Regions from separate parts of the Mus musculus genome. Here all the other regions are linked to region 1. Evidence: chromatin contacts called from public HiChIP or PLAC-seq and promoter capture Hi-C data. All regions are on one chromosome and are shown on one strand. Each heading gives the region's core, a stretch centred on a gene start, on an enhancer-like site or on the middle of the called end of the contact. The rest is flanking DNA. Distances are from core to core; before and after follow the strand shown. Region 1 holds the start of Asic1 (acid-sensing (proton-gated) ion channel 1). Region 2 overlaps Fmnl3 (formin-like 3). Region 3 overlaps Fmnl3 (formin-like 3).

Region 1 (2,700 bases), core at 70-2,569:
CCTCCCCCATTGCCCTTTAAGTGGAGTTTAAGTATCCGAGAGAGTGCTGTCACCTGGTGGCTGCCCAGGGGCATGGCAGCCCACCAGCAGCGCTTGTGCCGTTGGACAGCTCCCCAGCCGGAAGGCGAGATACTATCTTTATTTTGGCAGCTTGGCGCTCTGGGTCCTGCTGAATGGACCTCAATCTCTCACCAGACCTAAACCCCTATCCCTGGAGAGACATCTTCACTGGTTTCTAGGGTACCTCTTACTCCCAACCCCTCACAAATTCTCATCAGCTTCTTCCCTCTATGTCAGGTTCATTCCTCAAACTCAAACCCAGAACCATGTCCCTGAGACCTGCTTCTCACCTTCCTTCTCTCAGAGCTTCACCAGCCTGTAAGTGGAGCAAAGGAGCTGCAATGGATATAATTCTGATCTTGCATCACACACACACACACACACACACACACACACACACACACCACACCATCATCTGACACCATCAGACCTCAACAGCCTCTGTGTTAAGAGCTCCTAATGAGCATCAGCAAATTAACAACTTCCCCTTGATTGCTCCTTCTCTGCTAATTGGATAGGGAGGGCCCCCCCCCCAAGGCCTCGGAGAAAGAAAGAGGGAGGGAAGGAGAGAGGTGACAGCTACAGGAGCAGCCTCCAGGTTTCAGGACTCAGATTTCTGGTCCATCCCAGAACACACTCCTCCTTGCAGCCTTCATTTTGTATCTTTTTCTTTTTCCCTACTTCTGCCCCATCTGCCCTCACTTCTGGCCATGTCTCTTTTCTTCTCTCTGTTCCTCTCTGCTTTATAGATCTGCCAATGAGGCACTTGCACACGGGCTGCTTAAGAAATCCACTGATATACAAATGGGGTCTGGGTGGCCAAGGGTATTTATATATGTGCATGTGTGTGGGTCACATGAAGGTGGGAAGCAGGAATAAGAGCAGGTGAGTGAATGTGTACAAACAGGTAAGTGCTCGTGTGAGGGTCAGGCTTCAGGGATGTGTAGGTGTATGTGATGTGTGGATGGCTGAGTGGCAAGGTAAGACTCCGGTCTGAATGTGCCTGTATCTCCACACAGGCAAATGCTTGAATCAGTCAAGTGTGACTGTGACTCGGAGTGTGTGTGTGTGTGTGTGTGTGTGTGTGTACACGTGTGCATGTGCCATCAGAGGAAGCAGCAGCAGCAAGAAGCAGGAGCTTCGATCCGAAGGAGACAACGTGGGGAGGGGGACGCTGGGGGCAGACACCCTCCTTCCTGCGCGCACACGTGCGCGTGCACACACACACACCCCATAGTCACACACGCACACACACGCGCACACACACACAAGCCACAGGGCCTCGCAAGCAGAGAGCGGAGCCGGCTCCGGGATCCGAACGAGGCAGCTCTGCTGAGAGCGGCGGGAGGAGGCGAGCCAGCGGGGGGAGCCCTCGGTTCCGCTCCCGGGCCGGGGGCCCCCCGCGCACACCGGCCCAGAGACACCCTCGCAGACACTCGTAGGCGCGCACGCGCACCCTTTCCCCTCCTCCTCCCCTCCCGCCGCCTCCCGGCCGGACGATGGATCCCTGCAGATCCCGGGGCTGAGAGCACCGCGCAGCGCCAGCGCGCCGAGCCCCGGGCGGACCAAGCCGAGCGAGCAAGCGCGCGCGGGCGGCGGACCGAGCTGAGCCGAGCTGGCCGAGCGGGCCGCTCCCTGCAGGGCTCTACGCGGGTGCCGCGGCAGCCGGCGGCTCGGGCTCCGGGCCATGAGCCCCTCCGCCGCGCGGCGCTGAGCCCACGGACCGCCTCGCGCCCCAGGACCTGCAGCGGCGGCCGGCTTTCCCCAGCCCCCTCAGGTGGGTTTCCGACCCCGCTGCCTTGGGCCCCGGGCTTCCTGGTGCCCCAAAGCCGAGACTCTCCTCCACTGTAGCTTTCTCCAGCTTCTGGGGAGGCTCGGCGGATGGGGAGGGGGCGGGGGGCCGAGCCGGGAATATGACTGCGACGAGAAGCTGGACTGGAGGGGGTGCGTTCGGGGCGGGGATAACTGGCTGTCATAGGGAACCGCGCCCCCCCCCCCCATTCCTACATCCACCTCAGGCAGCCTACCATCCTCTCCCAAACACACACACACACACACACACACACACACACACACACATACACACACAGCCTGCGCCTATGCCTGTGCTTGTTTGAGAACTGGAGACACAGAAGGTGAGGATACAGGCAGGGCCCCTCCCCAGATGTGCCCACCTCCGGAGAGGTGGCCCTGGTTTAGCTCCTGAGGTGACAGCCTGTTCCTGGGGATACCCTTGATCAAGAGAAGAGCCCCTGACCCCTGGTTCAGCCCATTATGGGGAGTTTGATCTTGGCTGGGGTAGATATTCCTGTCCCAGAGTGACCTCACATCTGGAGGGAACTCCCATGCCTGCCTGTGGGTGCATCAGGGACTTCCCTCCTTCACTCTAGTGGCTGTATCTGGGGTCCCCCATAGTCTGGGAAGCTTGCAGACCATTCTCTCGACCCGAGCTGACCCCCCCCTCCAAGCCTCTATGTTTTAATGACTGTCATCTTGGATGGTCCCTCGTTCAAGCCACCTTTGGAGCCTGCATGTCAGGGAAGTCTTCCCTTGGACAAGCAGTGACCTCCGGTTAAGGATTTTGAATGGACATAATTGGAGGGGCCCTATATGCGCCTTCATCTCAGGACAATGACAGAG
Region 2 (2,700 bases), core at 18-2,517, 330 kb before region 1:
GCTGAAACCAAACTGAAAGCAGCTCTGGATACTAATCTGGAAGTCAGAGTAACCAGCAAGATGCTGCATATCAAAGGGTGACAATGGTGGAAGAAGCTGAGAGGCGAGGCTCTGATGCTTCTCCAGCAAAGCTGCTTGCTCTCCTCACGTGGGGGCCTATGTAAATAAGTGGTCCTAGTCCTCCACAAGGTCTCCTTACTGCCCCCGACCCCATCCCTGTCCACCTCAGAGAAGCTGGGAAGGAGGAGGGGTTCTGCTGAGGTTCCCTTCCCCTGTCTGCCTTACACCCCCAAGTCCATTTAGCCCTCCCTTGTTTCTCTCCCACTACAAGAAAAGGGAAATGCCATGTGCCTGACGTTTCCTAAAAGCTGTGTGCCCACTCTGGACTCACCACTACTCTGCCGGTCTTTGTAAGCCAAGCCTGGGGGAAACCCAACATACAGAAAATAGGAAGCACCCATAATTCTCTGCTTCATTGCTTCTCCTGGTCCTAGCAGATCGTGACAGATCTAGCAACGGACACAAAATGGTGTAGTTCCTAGAGAGACACTGGAAGCATCAGAGACCTCACTTGGAAAAGAGCATTGGGGACAGCTACAAATGGTATCTACTCTTAGCAAGAACAGAGTCAGTGATCTTAACGTCTTCTCTTGCAGAGCCACATAGTTTTCTAAGCTGGACACTCCAGGCCCTATGCTTGGCTATGGGGTGGAGATTCCTGGATAGCTGAGTCTGGAGCTTCCGTGTAGGTACCCCAAGTGCTTTCCTGGGTACCATGTGCTACTCAACATGCTGCTGTGCCCCTAGATGCAGGAGCCACCAAGGCCTCCCTGGCATCTGTCCAAGAACACGTGGACAGATGAGCAGAGGTGGGACATGGTGAAGCAGCAGAAGCTTGGAAGCTGAGGAGTTTGCTGCAGGAGGACCTGACAATGCTCCCAGCCTATATGCCTAATGGGATCCCCATCTCACCAACTAAGTCGTCCCCAATGCCAGTGACAAAGCTGGCAAGGCAAGGCATGAAGGCCCATGACCAGGCATCAATAGGGCAGTGTTTGGAACAGCCCAGCCAGCCTTCATCGTGGCCCCATTGGTAGGCAATGGGCACAGCTGTGGTGGGCTGGGCACTGCTACCAAAGGATGAAAGCTCAAAAGGTAGGAGGCATCAGCCCCTTGGCAGCCACAGCCAGCCCTGCTGCAGTAGCAGCTCCCAGACAATGAGAGCTATTTTCAGCCAGTCCTTTAACACAAGCCAGCTGGCCAGTGTGCTGGGCAGGAGTCCTCCTCCACCCAGCCTGCCCAGACAGCGGCTGCCTGGTCAGCCCCACCCGACCCATGCTGCTGCCACCTCTGCATTACTGTTTATCTCACTGTTTCAGCACAGCCCCTCCCAACACCCCCAAAACTGCAATCCCATCAAAAGGAAACAAATCAGAGCTCCATCAAAGGTCCAGGAGCTAAGAGTAGAAAATCCAGACATAGGAAACACAGCAGCCCCTTCAAACACCCACACTTTTCCCCAAGCCCATGACTGGCTGGGGCAGTGCAGGGGTGGAGATGAAACCCATGGATAGGCAGACTCACTGTGGCTCTCACTGACCCAGAATCCAGTCTTCTCTGCCAAGCCTGGGAAACGGAGCTCAGTTTTGCTCCTCGTACCCACTTCCTCTCCCCTTCCAGCAGGGGCTCAGAGATTGAGCTGGAGTCAGGGACAAGAGATTCTGGACAAGAGCTGCACTACTCCAGCAAGAGAATCATAGGAGGGGCCAAGGGCAGGCACTCAAAGCACAGAGAGCTACCTAGCTCCCTGACGAGTGTGATGGAGTGGGGTAAACATCCAGCCAGCCCCCATGCCCCGGCCAGCAGTATTCTAAAGCAGGAGGCAAGGAGGGCAACAGCCACCTCCCTGGACCCTGAGACTCCAGCCCTTTTCTGCCAAATTTCATAAGCTCACAGTACCCAACCCCCATTCCATTTCTTCACTCCCTTGAAGAGGGACCTACGCACTGGGGTACATGCAGAGCGCACAGCTCTCTGACTCAGTCTTCTCGAGGCCTGAGCTACTATTAGATGTAAAGGGAGGTTGCTGGGGCTCCTAATGGCATCAGAAAAGTGGGTGTGCTTTTCTGTGACTTAAGCATCTGCAGTGACTTAAGTCTGCCTTTCTGGATTTGTTTTAATTGAAGCCATCATCTTGGGGACAGGCTGCCAGCACAGAGCTATGTCTGGAGAACGTGCTCCTGTGGTCACTGATGACTCTATAACCAGAAGTGACTTGCCGAGTAGTTATGGGCCAAGTCCCTAAGCAGCCTGGAGGAAAAAGAAATGGATTCGCCAGATGTCTCCAGCTGAGCTCTGCAATTCACACCAGGCAAATCAGACAGAGAAAGGTCCTAGAAGGCCAGTGTCACCCAAACAAAGAGATGACTTTTTCCAACAATTCTATCACCCCCAGGCCTCTTTGTCACCTTGGAGGATTCCCTTATTGGATGCTCAGAGGGCAAAGGAAAGTGACCAGTCCCCAGTACCAAGAAACACCCAGGCTCTACTACCCTCTGCCTACTACTGCTCTACACCTACCTCAGGTAACTTCTACAGCTAGCCTGTAGCCCACAGTTGAGGACGCCCTTCTGCCCAGCAGTTGAGGAATACCCAACTTCAGACAAAACTGCTGATGTCATTTTCCAACTGAGCCATTGG
Region 3 (2,700 bases), core at 53-2,552, 350 kb before region 1:
GAGGAAGGCTTGAGAGCCAGCTAGAAAAACTGCTGGAACGATTCTCAGAGGGTAGCATAGGAAACTAAAGGCCACCCAGGAAAATATTAAGCCAAACTAGATGTCAAGAAGCAGAGGTTAGGGACATCTATCCCTGAGTAGGAGCTACTAGAACTCTTAGGGGAGACCAGGACCCAAGCAAGATACTTTGGGTCTATGACTGGAGCCTCAGTCATCCAAAGCATTAGGTCTTGCCTGCTCTGGCCTAGCTCCTAACCCTGGCCCAGAGACACCTTAACCCTTGGATCTTAGTAGCTAGGACAGTATTAGTGGGAGGACCCATGCAGGGATAAGCTGTGTTTCTCAGAGCATGCAGCATGCAAAGTCTGTGTCTCCATCACTGGGAGGATGCTACCAGAAGATGACTCCAAGGCATGCAGAGAGGGCAGCTAGAGTGCCCAGTACCTGTCAGGCTAACAGTTTGACTCGTCATGGTGGGCTGCATCACAGAAGAAACGTGAGCCCCGCTTGGCAGTACGTGCCGTGAAAGGGACACTCTTCAACACTACGGCCCAGGAGAGACAGTGATCAGGTCTTATGGGAAAACAGACTAGGAAGCAGGACCAAAGGGAATTAGGTCAGGCTCTGGGAATTGGGCCCAGTGGACAAACGTCCCACCTGTGATGATGTCCTCAATGGTACCATCCTTCCCCTCGTAAACAGGCCGGTGTTCCTTAGCTTGGCGCCGCCTCAGCTCTGCAATTAGCTCCTGCTGTTGCCATTTGTTCCGCTGGGATGGAGTCTAAGCCAGATATTACAAGGGGAAGGAAGTCATCACTAACCCAAAAGCAACTGGTTCCTGTCCCAAGATGTAGGCTGAAGATGACCCTGCTGAGAGTAACCCTGTGTCCTGTCCATCGGTGTCTACCCCTCCCTCTAGACTCACGCTGTCAGCCACTCCAAGGGAGGGAGGGAGACAGACACAGAGAGTGTGTGTGTGTGTGTGTGTGTGTCTTGGTTCTCCATGTCCTTCCTTGCTCCTTGCTCCCTGCTCCCTGAATCCTCAATTCTCTGTCCTGTCTTCCAGACCAGCTCTTGGTCCCACCCACCTTGGCATCCAGCTTCTTGGCTTCCTGAGCCAGCTGCTTCTCCCGCATTACCTCCTCTTGTTTCTTGCGAGCTTCATTCTCTTGTTCTGCTTCCTTAGATAGGACCAAGAGAGGGGAAGGAGCTTGAGGTTTTCACAGGCTGGAAGGGAGGGCCTGACACTAAGCATGAAGGGTGGGTGGCAGTGGGACCAGCTAACCCCAGGTGGCCACTCTCTGGAGGGGTACTTCCTGCTCTGAACAATGAAAGGAAGGGCCTGGGCCCCCACCCTGCCCACCAGTCCACAGTTTAGAGGCCTGTCGCCAGCTTCCATGGTTCCTTCCCTAGACCTTAGGAACTGGAAAAGTCTCAGACTTGAAGCCCAGGCTCGCTCTTGACTAATCATCTTCTACCAGCATAACTCCTGAAACGTTTCTTCAACTTACCTTGTAAGAACGAATGAATCGGACAAATACTGGGAAAAACACAGAAGGAGGTGTGGTCTTGGGACTCTCACCAAAGTAGCGCACAACTGCATTGTAGGCCTCCTGAGTAAGTAAAGGGCAGACAGAGGGGTCATCCCAGTGGGGAGGAGGCCCACAGAAAGCAAAGCCTGCTGCCAGGAGAGGAAAGCCAGTTACCCAAGCCCCTCCTAAGTCATAGCTTCAGACATGGATATCTGCTATCTTTAAAGTCCCTTGTTACTACCCCCTCACCTGCCCACACTGCTGGCCAAGAGTTGGATGCCTACCTCAAGTGGCCACTGTGCTGGCTTTAGATGTTTGTTTCCCCCCCACCCCAGTTCCTCACTCACCTCGGCAGTCTTGGCATCACGCTGGAGCTTGTCCAGTTTGCCTTCATTGGTACTAAGGAAGTTTCGAAGGACGCTGTTGTCATGAATGCTGCATTCCCGCCGAATCAGCTCCATTCCCCGGCCCAGCTCTTTCACGTCTAGCAGCACGTTCTCCAGGGACACTGTTTACCAAGAGCCTGGCTGAGGCTTACCCAGGCCTACAGCACATTTGTCCCACCATGTCCCCTTGGCATAGACTTCAGGGATGTACATGTAGAGAAGTCTGTGTCAAGCAGGCTGGGCTCTCTCGGGCAGTAGGAGGGAATGGAGAGAGTTCATGGGCCCAAAGAACAAGGTAGCAAAGGAAGGAAAACCAGAGACAGCTAGTCCCCGTCCCCCGTCCTGTCCCCGTCCCCCCACCCCCCCCACCACCCGGGCAGGACAGAAACAGTAGTACTGTGTATCTGTCTGTAGGGGGCTTTACAGGTTTTCTAATCACATCACAGACATGATTAGAGAACTACACTCTCTGGGCCAGGCTAAGGGAAACCTGATCCTACTTGAGCACATGGAAGGCTCACTCTCTTTGGGGTTGCCCCTGCTCATAGATTTAGTAGTGAGAAAGAAGATAGCAAAAGCCAGAAATGGACCGGGTGTTCCTCCTGTTCAGCTTCCTGGGATCGTCTTGAAGAGGGCACCCTCACCTGCTGCAGCCTTCTCCACAAAGTGCAGCTCCTGCCAGAAGTTAGCCAGTTCCGGGTATTTCTCCTTCACCGTCAAGGCAATGAAGTGCAGCAGGGTCATCTTTCGGTCCGTGGACTTGGTGTCCAGCAGCTGAAAGG

Evidence for each region. Promoter capture Hi-C pulls out the DNA fragments that hold promoters and counts their contacts. HiChIP or PLAC-seq counts read pairs in DNA pulled down with a chosen protein or histone mark.
Region 2: an H3K27ac HiChIP or PLAC-seq map of stem cell-derived neural progenitor cells shows a contact between it and region 1, with 3 times the contacts expected there. The contact joins the enhancer-like site here to the promoter of Asic1 in region 1. A contact is called at or near these places in 5 of 39 promoter capture datasets (the 3T3-L1 cell line, 3T3-L1-derived adipocytes, hippocampal neurons and 1 more) and 2 of 115 datasets of contacts at active chromatin or transcription factors (pancreatic cancer cells and stem cell-derived neural progenitor cells).
Region 3: a contact with region 1 is called in a promoter capture Hi-C map of liver, with 2.1 times the contacts expected there. The contact joins the enhancer-like site here to the promoter of Asic1 in region 1. A contact is called at or near these places in 8 of 39 promoter capture datasets (the 3T3-L1 cell line, 3T3-L1-derived adipocytes, hippocampal neurons and 3 more), 1 of 15 datasets of contacts at CTCF or cohesin (the NIH/3T3 cell line), 2 of 484 Hi-C or Micro-C datasets (embryonic stem cells and pro-B cells) and 3 of 115 datasets of contacts at active chromatin or transcription factors (embryonic stem cells, memory CD8 T cells and pancreatic cancer cells).

Annotation. Positions count from the first base shown.
Region 1 is chr15:99,669,058-99,671,757 of GRCm38.p6, forward strand. It overlaps Asic1 (acid-sensing (proton-gated) ion channel 1), which reads left to right and starts at 1,320. Exons shown (of 12, transcript NM_009597.2): 1 at 1,320-1,837. Gm34880 (a long non-coding RNA gene) reads right to left here and starts at 799. Exons shown (of 4, transcript XR_875662.3): 1 at 351-799.
Region 2 is chr15:99,342,419-99,345,118 of GRCm38.p6, forward strand. All of the region lies in intron 1 of Fmnl3 (formin-like 3), which reads right to left. Among named protein-coding and RNA genes, the nearest start is that of Gm22951, 24 kb to the right of the region's middle. Within about 2 kb of position 1,268, at least 168 of the 459 cell types and tissues checked have an H3K27ac peak or open chromatin away from gene starts, as enhancers often do. A contact at or near this core is called in 3T3-L1-derived adipocytes, pancreatic cancer cells and stem cell-derived neural progenitor cells, where this site is marked.
Region 3 is chr15:99,318,474-99,321,173 of GRCm38.p6, forward strand. Fmnl3 (formin-like 3) reads right to left here. Exons shown (of 27, transcript NM_011711.2): 21 at 2,563-2,692; 22 at 1,880-2,040; 23 at 1,512-1,613; 24 at 1,089-1,181; 25 at 658-781; 26 at 445-544. The coding sequence ends at 453. Among named protein-coding and RNA genes, the nearest start is that of Prpf40b, 25 kb to the left of the region's middle. Within about 2 kb of position 1,303, at least 22 of the 459 cell types and tissues checked have an H3K27ac peak or open chromatin away from gene starts, as enhancers often do. A contact at or near this core is called in liver, where this site is marked.